Linked DNA regions of Mus musculus: regions 2 and 3 are each linked to region 1. The links are chromatin contacts, called in public Hi-C and HiChIP or PLAC-seq maps. All regions are on one chromosome and are shown on one strand. Each heading gives the region's core, a stretch centred on a gene start, on an enhancer-like site or on the middle of the called end of the contact. The rest is flanking DNA. Distances are from core to core; before and after follow the strand shown. Region 1 has its middle 65 kb from the start of Gm14064. Region 2 overlaps Slx4ip (SLX4 interacting protein). Region 3 overlaps Slx4ip (SLX4 interacting protein).

Region 1 (3,307 bases), core at 265-2,764:
GAGAAGAAATTCATATTTACCTCCACTAGGTGAATTTGAAGCAATTATGTGATAACCTGTGTCACATGAGCCATCTACCTCTCTTGTCAAGAGACCTGGGTCCTTGGAGACACAAGTTTGTACATGGTTTGATATGGTTAGAAAGTAACTTGAGCTGTAACAACAGATGAGATCATCTAGCACCGACTCTGTACAATGGAGGATTCTAACCTTTCGAGGTTGGCTGCAGGAAGATGCCCCAGCACAATGAAAAGGAGTGGCAAGCAGAAAAAGGAGTAGGCCCGCAGGATTTATTGTCATCAAAGCCTGAAAGAGAAGAGTTCATGTAGGAGGCAAGTCATGGCTAATAGCCTTCGAACAAAACCATACAGCAATTTCTAGAGACGACTAAGTGTTGGCTGTATCCTTGCTCAGTAGCAGCTCCTTTTGGGCTGGATTGGTGAACGGAAACGGAGATGGAGAAGATGCTATGGATCTCTTGCTCTTTTCCCTTTGACTGCTGTGTTCATATCCCTAAGAATGATCGTTATGAGTAACTGTACCTCAAAAGAGTTTTATTGTTTTGTTGTGGGATTATTTTTTTAATGTTTTTACCACACTCAGTCTAAGCACTAAGAAAATATTCCCAGAACTAGCCCTCAAATAATGGCTGTCAGGGATTTGACAACTGAATATCCCAGATGCTTGGCTCTCAGCCGACAGAACAAAATTTAGGATCTTACATCAGAGGGATGGACTTGTTTGCTAATAGACTTCTCACGAACTTTCTGCTCGTCCCTAGCACAGGTCCCTTAGCATTTTACAGAATCCCTTAGAACAGTCACCCACCTTTGTGTCCTTGCCTCAGCGGCTGCTTCTGGGTAACAAGAAATATATAAAAGCTTAGGTAATGTGAGGCAATAAATGTGCATTTAAAGAGGATTAGATAACGAGGGGTATCAGGAGGAGAGCAGCGTTATGAAATTATGAAATATACTGGAGCTCTGTTCATGCTAATGGAAGATTTAGGAGAGTGAAAAGAAAAAAGATTTTTTTAAATAGAAATCTTATTTATGTAATTTTCAGAGCTGTTGGTTAAAAGGAAAATAAATAATAAAAATGAGGGAAATATAGTAGGGTTTACAGTAGAATACTCAGAAAGTTACTTTCTGGATGTAACAGAAAGAGCAAAAGTTTTTTTTTGTTTTTCTTAAAAAGAATGAAGCAGGCTCCATAGATCCTGGACTTTAGTACACAGAGGAATTCCCAACATCTCTAGAATCCACTTAGTTACTGCATGACATATTTTCCCTCCAGATGCACAGGCTGAAGAGTCGGCTGTTGGTCGAATACACTTGTATTCTTTTCTCAGCAATTATTTTAAGGAATGCATTTGAATAAAATGCACTTTTGGCATCATTTTTCAGAATGGGCGATGATTTATGCTTTTCTTGCAGGGACAAGATGGCTCTGGGCATGAGTCATGACTGTGCTGGGAAGGTTCCGATGGGAACCTTGTTCCTGCGGGCTGATCCCTACCTTACATGGACTTGAGGCTGTGCATGGCTTTTATTAACTTGAGGATTTTGCTTGTAGAGGCTTGGGATTCATCTTTTCCTTCACAACACAAGCCCTGCTCGTGGTTCACACGCACCTGATTCAGAATCTGTGCTTGGGTCTCTGAGTGGCTTGGGAATAGTAATTTGGGAAGTCTCTGATTCTTTGTCAGCTAAAATGAGATGATGCATTCCCTGGTGGAGCTGGGAAATAGGCTAGTCCTCTGTGGGGGAGTCGATTAAAATGGCAGACAAAGTTCTGATTCTGTGGGACAGTTTTAGTATAAATAAAATTTGTTCATGGGCCAAGAAAGCTACAAACTGCAACACTGATCTCTGCTTCTTCTCGATTCAAAAATGTACTGTTTTACATACCGTCTTCAGATATGAGGTTTTCTTGGGGAAAAAAAATATCCTGACCCAGAGCAGATGTTCTTGGGGGCGGAGGGAAGAACCACTGAAGTCTTTCATGGGTCAAGGTGATTGAACTGTAAGACTGATACTTGAAATTTTCCAGGTTAAAATTATTCCTGTCACTGTTCTTGGCTCTGGTTTTCAAAATGTATTTTACAGCATTGCTTGTAAGGTGTTACCATGCATACGAATCACCTGGGGGTTTTGTTACACTGAATGTAGATTCCTCTTCAGTAGTTTGAGGCTGAACTTGATGCTGATTGTGTGTGTGTGTGTGTGTGTGTGTGTGTGTGTGTGTGTGTGTGTGTGTGACCAGGAGGTGCAGAAGCTTGTCGCCTAAGATGCTATCTAAGAGAGACATTCTCTGGGCCTTTATGCTTAAGTAAAACATAATTTTAAATTACATCTGCATTTTATCTTCCCATTTGAAATCCTACTGGTGAATGAGTTGACAATCCTGGAAGGCTTTGTATGATGGAAGCTGGTTTAATATGAAAAGGTCATACAATATGCCATCCCTTAAAGCCTGGGAATTTTGATTTCTCATGAGTGAACAGGACAATGTTTTGTGTCCAGTCAAAAAGCGATTCACATATTTAAGCAGACATAAGAAGTGTTTTGGAAGCATATTTGACCCTCTTTATAGTGATTCTAGCAACCCAGAATGTCTCACATTTTCCAGATGACCAGGATTCTAAGTAGAATGCTCAACAGTCCTGTTAGGACAGTACCTCCACCAGGCTCTTCTATATTCCAAACATACTGCGAACATCAATTGGATCTAAACTTACTTAGTAGTTTAGCCATAACTGGGCTTCCATTAAAAGTGGCATGTATGGAAGCACTGCAGGGGAATATGGCCCAAACACATTGTGTGAAATTCTTAAAGAATAAAATAGCTCTTTATAAAGATGCTGTGTAGGAATACAGACTCCTCAACCATCCTAAATTATTGGCTACATTCACTATGGTAACATGTCCATGTAACAATTCTTTAATGAGTTCTCATGAAGATTCCATTTCAGAAGTGACCACTCTTTGAATTGTAAGCAAGTGTCTTTATTCTAATAAGCATTCTCAGGACTTACCAAGGCAGGTGTTCCGAGGTCCATATTTGAGAATGAATTTTTGTTTTAGGGTAATGTAACAGCCAACAACTTGGCTTTCTAAATCTGTATTTTTAAGTCCTATTTTAGTATTCTATTCCAGTCATGAATGAAGGATATATATGGTTGCATGGGAAAGTCAGTACTTTTGCTTCTAATGTTATTGAAAATATTGTCATTAGTCAGAACAGAAAACACTCTACAGGAACTTATTGGCAGAGAAATACAACTTTGCTCCTGTAATTCCAGGTC
Region 2 (3,307 bases), core at 333-2,832, 680 kb before region 1:
GCTGTCCAGTGTTCAGTTGGAGTACCTGGGCATTGATAGTGAGTGGTAAGCCTGTGGACCAGGCCCCCTGGGAAAGACTGGGGGCCTGTGCTTCTGCCCTGATGCTACATGGTTAGAACCTGAGTGAGGAATCTTAACAGAGAAATTGAGTTGGAGTTGATGAAGCGCTAGTGTTCTAAGTGTGTTTCTGGACCAGAAGTATCAGCTCCTACTCTAATTGTGGTATTTCTGTTATCTGTTATGAGGGCTAAAAATGATGCATATAATGTGTTTAGCACAGTGCTAGGTAACCATCATACTAAATACTACTGGGCATTGCCAGTAATAGTCACCACTGTAATATTAATCATTGTGATTCATATTTTTCTGCCAGGGTGTTTCATGAAGTAACTTATTTTGAAATTCCTTTCAAAGATACCTGAGTTCTGATTATTAGGAAAATCTTATAGCTGGTCTGTTGATCTTTATTGTGTATCTGGTGAAGGAAAGGTGTAAGCAGGGTTTGCAGGTGTTTCTTAGAACGGTCCAAGATTGTGAAGGTACTGTTCTCAGTCTGCTGTGGTAGACGATTGTTAACCACAGTGATGGAGTTGTACACAAGTGTTTGCTGGAGTCACCAGCGCCATTTGATGAGTCTCTCCAGACCCCTGTTTCTTCAGCTCAAAGCACAGTTGTTCTTTTCCATGTAGAATCTCCTTTTTGTTTTTTTATGGTTAAATAAGGATCATGGTTATCCACCAAAGGAAGGCCAGCAGGGCCCTAGACACTAGGCCCAGGCTGCTGTGCCTGAGCCAGCCCCAGCTTTTCCACCTCTGCTGGCTGCCTTCTTTGCTTCCTCTTTAAGCCCAGCTCTCAAAGTGAAAAGCAGTTTAGTCTGTGTTTAGAAGCTGCTGATTCAGAGCAGTGGGTGCTTTCTGAGATGACACTGCTGCTGTGCCCTTGCCCAGACTTGCTTTGGCTTCTTGTTGGCACCTGTCTTCAGGCCTGGATGCCTTTACCTTTGCTTTCCTCCAGGAAGCTGTGGGTTTAGGTATGTCCACTGTGGGAAGGGGTGTGCTCCACAGGGGTGCGGCCCCTTACCTGCATGCCTTTCACTGTCTTTGGACAAGAGTGGAGTGGCTCACTTGAAGCCAACTATTCAGATGCAGAGCTGTCCCACTGGGAGTAGGTACATCTTCCTATGGAAGTGCTGCCTTCTTTGAAGGCCTTTAGCCAGGTCCCTGTCCCGCCTAGGCTCAGACACCAGTGGGGAGGGGTGAGGGATGGGGGCACTGGGTTCCTGTACAGGTTACCTCAGGAAAAATGGCAATGCAAGCACATACTCCTCATGTTGCTTTTCAAGGATGAGACGAGAATCTCTGCAGAGTAGGTCAAGAAACTCAAGAGCTGCCCGGAGAATGTATGCAGAGGCAATAAAAAGTGCATTGGCCTGGTGTAATTTTAGTTAAGGCTCTTCTGAAGGAAGTCGCAAATCTTCACAAACTTAAATGGAACTGGGAAAAGGTACTTTATGATTTGGGAGTGTGAGTGACTCAGAGTGAATTGACAAAGTATTGTTGAGCTTGTAAGGTCTGGGAACAGCTTTTTGGCTGCCAGTGACTCCACTCCAAGGCAGCTCCCCTGTGGGCCTGTCCTGGAGGGTTGTAGTCTCTGTATTTCTCTGCTGGTCTCGGTCTTCTCCTGCCTCCTCAGTGCACTTTGTAGGACACAGTGACCCATCCCCCAGTGACATATCCTGCAAGGGTGCTGTGCAACTGCCAACTTTTGGAAGCTAGTTGAACAGGTGTAGAGATTGGCTTCATCAACTGTGCTTCAGGGGCACTGTCCTTCATACTTATGAGTCACCATTGCCCACCCTCATGCATGGCAGTTGTCCAAAAACAAGGCTTAGATTCCTCCAGAGGTTAGATAGTACCAGCCTCTAGTTTAGAGACCTGAAAAGTTTGCTTTTTTTTTTTGCTATCTCCATACACTTACATTCTTGCAGATCATACTAAGTGTTTGTGGAGAGGCCTCAATGACGTTTAACAGTTAGTTGTAATAAATCTTATCTGTGAGAAGTTCTCTGGGTTCCTAGGGTTGAGGCCAGTCATGATTGCTTTCCATGCAGTTTACAGCTGGTTTTATTATTGGTGTGAAAGTTCAGCCGTGTTAGTGTTATTCATAACCCTCAGTGTGTATGTATTGTGGTGATTAAACATAATATTGCAGAAGAATATCAAAGAACATGTCATTCTAGTAAAATTTCTGGATTTCTACTCTGTAGGTGACATTATGGGTCAGGACAGTCTTCAGTAGTGTGAATCTTGTCTTACATCTTAAATTTTGAAGCACTGACTGTACTCCAGAGAGTCATTAGTCATCCATGAGTCTGCATCTTTGTTTCTGACTCAGCACTCTGCAGACTTCCTGCAGCATAGGAAACAACTGACCGTGTGCTGTAGCCTTAGCAGTGTTAATGGTCACTGGTGAGCACTGCTAGCTCCCAGCTGCTCAGCATTTCCAAAAGGGATGAAATGCTTACTGTTTTCAAGGCTGGCCCAGGGCATCAGGTGCTGGGACAGCAGTTCTGATGCTGCTTGCATGGCTTTCACTTCCCACAACGACTGACTCTCCATCTGCCGTGACACTGCGTTCCTCAGCCTCTGCCCCCTCCTTGGGTTGGTGACTAGAATGTTTATTTTTAGGAAAAGTTAAAATTATCCATAGAAGGGTGTGTTCTGTAAAATTTACATTAATCAGCCTTGCACAGCAGGAATCATGGGAAGAGTATGTATGTGAAGATTTTTAACAAAAACCTTTTATGGAAAATTTCACAAAACAGAAGAATGCGATGAACATTAATATACCCGTCATCCATTTTAACATTGTGGGGAGTTTTAAATTAAGTTTTAGTCAATCTGAATACTGATCTTAAAAAGTGCTACATAACACTAACACCCATGTGTTTAATCTGCATTTTCCAGCTTTTAAGACTATTAGCACTTTTCCTTATAATGCCAAAATGTCTTATCTCCTTCCTTCAGTTTAAATTCTAAGACATGTACTACTCGTCTTAAGAGCTGGGATTATATTGGATTTCAGAAAACAGACAAAACCTATCTGCACATATATACCTGTGTGTATGTACATGTCTGTGCATATAAGTGTGTGTGTATGGAGAGAGAGACAGATAGAGACAGAGAGAGACAGAAACAGAGAGACACAGAGAGAAGCACCAACACTCACAGCCACAGGAACAAGCACATGGTCAGATAGACTCACTGATGGGACAAGATCTTGCTCCTGAGGCCTTGCTCCTGTGACT
Region 3 (3,307 bases), core at 477-2,976, 590 kb before region 1:
AAGCTTTTAAGTCTTTCATTTGATATTGTAAAACTGAGGTAGAGAGAAAATGATGTAAGCCAGCATCAGGCTTGAAGCCATCTTTGATAGTATGTTTAATAGTGCAGTGATGAACAGTGTTCATTTCAGCATAACTGCTAGGCTTAAAAGCTAGCTGAAAAGCATTTGCTTTCTCAATATGTATAATTTTGCTTCTCCCCATTGCATTAAACTAGAAATGTCTAATGTTTTAAATTTACTTTAGGAAGTTTGTTTGCTGTTAAAAGAAACCATTGATTCCAGAGTTAAGGAGTATGTGGGCATTTATAAACAGCGCAAGCCATCAAGTGCAGAATTCACAAGATCCAGTCCCTTGTCCTTAAAAGGTAGGCAACAAGCACTGCAATTTTGGACAAAGAAAGTAAAGTTTCAGCTTTGTAGAGATTGCAATTATATTTCACTCTGTCATGTCCGCATAGTGATCCATTTAAAACTATGCTGTGATGACGATACTTGTGTTTGAGGAACAAACATTTGCCAGAAAGCCCTAAAGGACTTTTAATGATAGGCAAAATATATAAAAATAGCAAATAAAACATTCTTAAGGAAACTGTAACATTTTAAAGGTCTCTTTTGGTTTTTTGACAAATAGTCTTAAATGAATTTATATTAATACTGACATCACTTGATTCGCTGTCCTTTGCTTTTTAGAATGTTTTCCCATATGTCATTCTCTTTCAAATGTTCTCAGACAGGAGCACTGATACTCCTGGAGGGCATTTGGAAATGTGTGCAGAGTTTTGCTTGTCAGGAGTGGCATGGGGTGGGTGCTGCCTGTAGTGGGCAGAGGCCGGGGATGACAGGACAGCCACAGGGCACAGAGCAACCAAAGCAAGGTTGACACATTCCTTCCCTCCTCTTGACCCCAGTACTTACCTCAGTACCTGTGATAGAGATGCAGTGACATGCTGAGTGACCACAGGGGACAGAGCTGGAATCCAGACCCAGTTCTTATGAACTCCACTCCACTGTTTTTTCTGTTCTCTTGGTCTTCTGCTTTGTTTCTCTGTTTTGTTTTGGTTGGTTGTTTCTTACATAAAATCAGCATTTCATAGCAGTCTGTGATACAGTCAGTGCATGCTATTTATCAGACTGTAGTGGTAGACTGCTGTGAGCCCCGTTATGCTAACAGAAGATGTTTAGGAAAAATACTGGATTACACACTCCTGAAATCGCTCTAGGTCTAGAGTGCTTACCTTGTATAGATGATAAATAGAGAAGTAGTTTTTGTTACCTGAACTGGAAGGCTTGAGAGAATTTCATTTCCAAACAAAGCAATATTACTATCCAGTGGTTCTCCACCTGTGGCCATGACACCCACAGGGGTTGCATATCAGATATCCTACATATCAGATATTTACAGTATGATTCATAACAGTAGCAAAATTACAGTTATCATGTAGCAAGAAAATAACCGTATGGAGAAACGGTATTGGAGGGTCACAGCATTAGAAAGGTTGTGGAACACTGATCCAGGAGATGCTCCAGGGGATTTGCCACTCAGGGCTGCTTTAAATTATGAGAGAAGCACTCCTTGTACCGCAATTAGACCTGGACAAGCTCATATTTTCACCAGTGCAACAGGAAAAGAATTGAGCAAGATTCTCCGATTCCCGACTCTAGTGCAGCTGTTACAATAGGTGCTTTGATCAGTACTGATTCTCAACCAACCCTTCCCTTCCCAAACCTGCCCTGGCAGCTAAAGTGTGTTTGAGGCTACATACTCAGTACCCAGCTTCTCTCAGAGACAAGAAAACATCCTCATTTTTGTGGAGGAAAAGATTTATTGATTAAACAGACAAAGGGAGCTTAGTCTATACACAGTTTTGTAACCGTTTCCCCCTCCTAATTAATATATTACTAAAATAAAATTTCCCGTGTCACTGTTTGGTAAAGTTGTTGTTGTACAGTACAGATAAAATTTACTATTTAACAACTATTGAAGTGTTTACTTTGGCAGCAGAAGTATGCTCCCATTTTTGTGCAACTGTTGCCATTACCAATCTCCAGAAGTCTGTCACTGTCCAGTAGGACTTTGTACCTAGGAATAATGTGTCCTCATGCTCTAGCTGAGCCCTGGGTAGCAGAGGTCCTGCTTCCTGATTTTCTTGAGCTCACTACAGTCAGTATCTTCCATGAGTGAGTCATATGATATTTGTCATCTTATTCTCTGGTTTATTTTCATTACAGTTAGGTTTTCAGCATTCCTAGTGATGCATTTATCAGAATTTCACTTCTTTTGAAATCTTATAGTGGATGACACATTGTCTGTTCATTCATTTGTTGATGATCACTTCTATGCTCTGACTCGTATGAACAATAGTGTGTGAACACTGATATACAAATTATCTTTTCAGGACTTTGGGTTTTTAAATATACACTTAGAAATGTCTGGATCACAGGGTAATTCTTTTGATTATGTTTTTGAGGTACTAATATATTATTTGCCGCATGACTGCATTATTTTACATCCTCACTCACTGTACAAGGGGTCTATTTTCTCTACACCTTTGCCGACCCTTATTTTCTGATACTTTGATAATTGCCATCATGACATATGTGGAACAATCTCTAATTGTGGCTTTTTGGCTCTTGTTTGTTTGTCTTGGTTTGGTTTGGTTTGGTTTGGTACTATTTCCTTGGTGAATAGTGATGCTGGCCATCTTTTTATGTACTCATTGGCTATTCATATATCTTTTTTTTCTTTTGAGAAATGACTATATGCCTAGTCCATTTTTAACTGGGCTTTTGAGGGAAAGTTTTTAGAGGGCTTTATAAATTATGCATATTAACATTCCTTATTGACTATGTAATTGACAAATATTTTCTCAAATTCTGTGGTTTGTCTTTTTAATCTCTTGGTGGCTTACCTTGGCATAGATATACATACATACATACATACATACATACATACATGTGTGTGTGTGTGTGTGTGTGTGTGTGTGTGTGTGGCCTTAAATGTGCTAAAGCCAAAATACCACTTTTTTCTTTTGTTGCTAGTACTTAGATGCTATGTCTGTGGAAATCATTGTCAGTCCTGTTTTGTGAAACGTTTTTTAAAATTTTTCTTCTAAAAACAGAAGTTCTATGGAATTTAAACTCATTTTCATGTGGATGTCCACAGTTTTCTTAGTATTCTTTGCTTAAACGGCTGATTTCCACATTGAATGGGTTTGGTAATCTTATTAATAAGCATTTGGTATTGAAATGAAGTTTAATTTCTGAGCTTGCCATTCTGCTGTAGCCTTTAGTGTCTGCCACTGGTGCT

What was found. A called contact is a pair of places that touch in the nucleus more often than the background predicts. HiChIP or PLAC-seq counts read pairs in DNA pulled down with a chosen protein or histone mark.
Region 2: a contact with region 1 is called in an H3K27ac HiChIP or PLAC-seq map of embryonic fibroblasts, with 6 times the contacts expected there. The contact joins two enhancer-like sites. A contact is called at or near these places in 2 of 115 datasets of contacts at active chromatin or transcription factors (embryonic fibroblasts and fibro-adipogenic progenitors).
Region 3: a contact with region 1 is called in a Hi-C map of adipose-derived mesenchymal stem cells, with 2.7 times the contacts expected there. The contact joins two enhancer-like sites. A contact is called at or near these places in 1 of 484 Hi-C or Micro-C datasets (adipose-derived mesenchymal stem cells) and 1 of 115 datasets of contacts at active chromatin or transcription factors (fibro-adipogenic progenitors).

What each region holds. Positions count from the first base shown.
Region 1 is chr2:137,596,862-137,600,168 of GRCm38.p6, forward strand. No RefSeq gene overlaps it. Among named protein-coding and RNA genes, the nearest start is that of Gm14064, 65 kb to the right of the region's middle. Within about 2 kb of position 1,515, at least 26 of the 459 cell types and tissues checked have an H3K27ac peak or open chromatin away from gene starts, as enhancers often do. A contact at or near this core is called in adipose-derived mesenchymal stem cells and embryonic fibroblasts, where this site is marked.
Region 2 is chr2:136,918,694-136,922,000 of GRCm38.p6, forward strand. The region is part of intron 2 of Slx4ip (SLX4 interacting protein); the gene reads left to right. Among named protein-coding and RNA genes, the nearest start is that of Slx4ip, 28 kb to the left of the region's middle. Within about 2 kb of position 1,583, at least 154 of the 459 cell types and tissues checked have an H3K27ac peak or open chromatin away from gene starts, as enhancers often do. A contact at or near this core is called in embryonic fibroblasts, where this site is marked.
Region 3 is chr2:137,004,690-137,007,996 of GRCm38.p6, forward strand. Slx4ip (SLX4 interacting protein) reads left to right here. Exons shown (of 8, transcript NM_028834.3): 4 at 245-365. Among named protein-coding and RNA genes, the nearest start is that of Jag1, 110 kb to the right of the region's middle. Within about 2 kb of position 1,727, at least 26 of the 459 cell types and tissues checked have an H3K27ac peak or open chromatin away from gene starts, as enhancers often do. A contact at or near this core is called in adipose-derived mesenchymal stem cells, where this site is marked.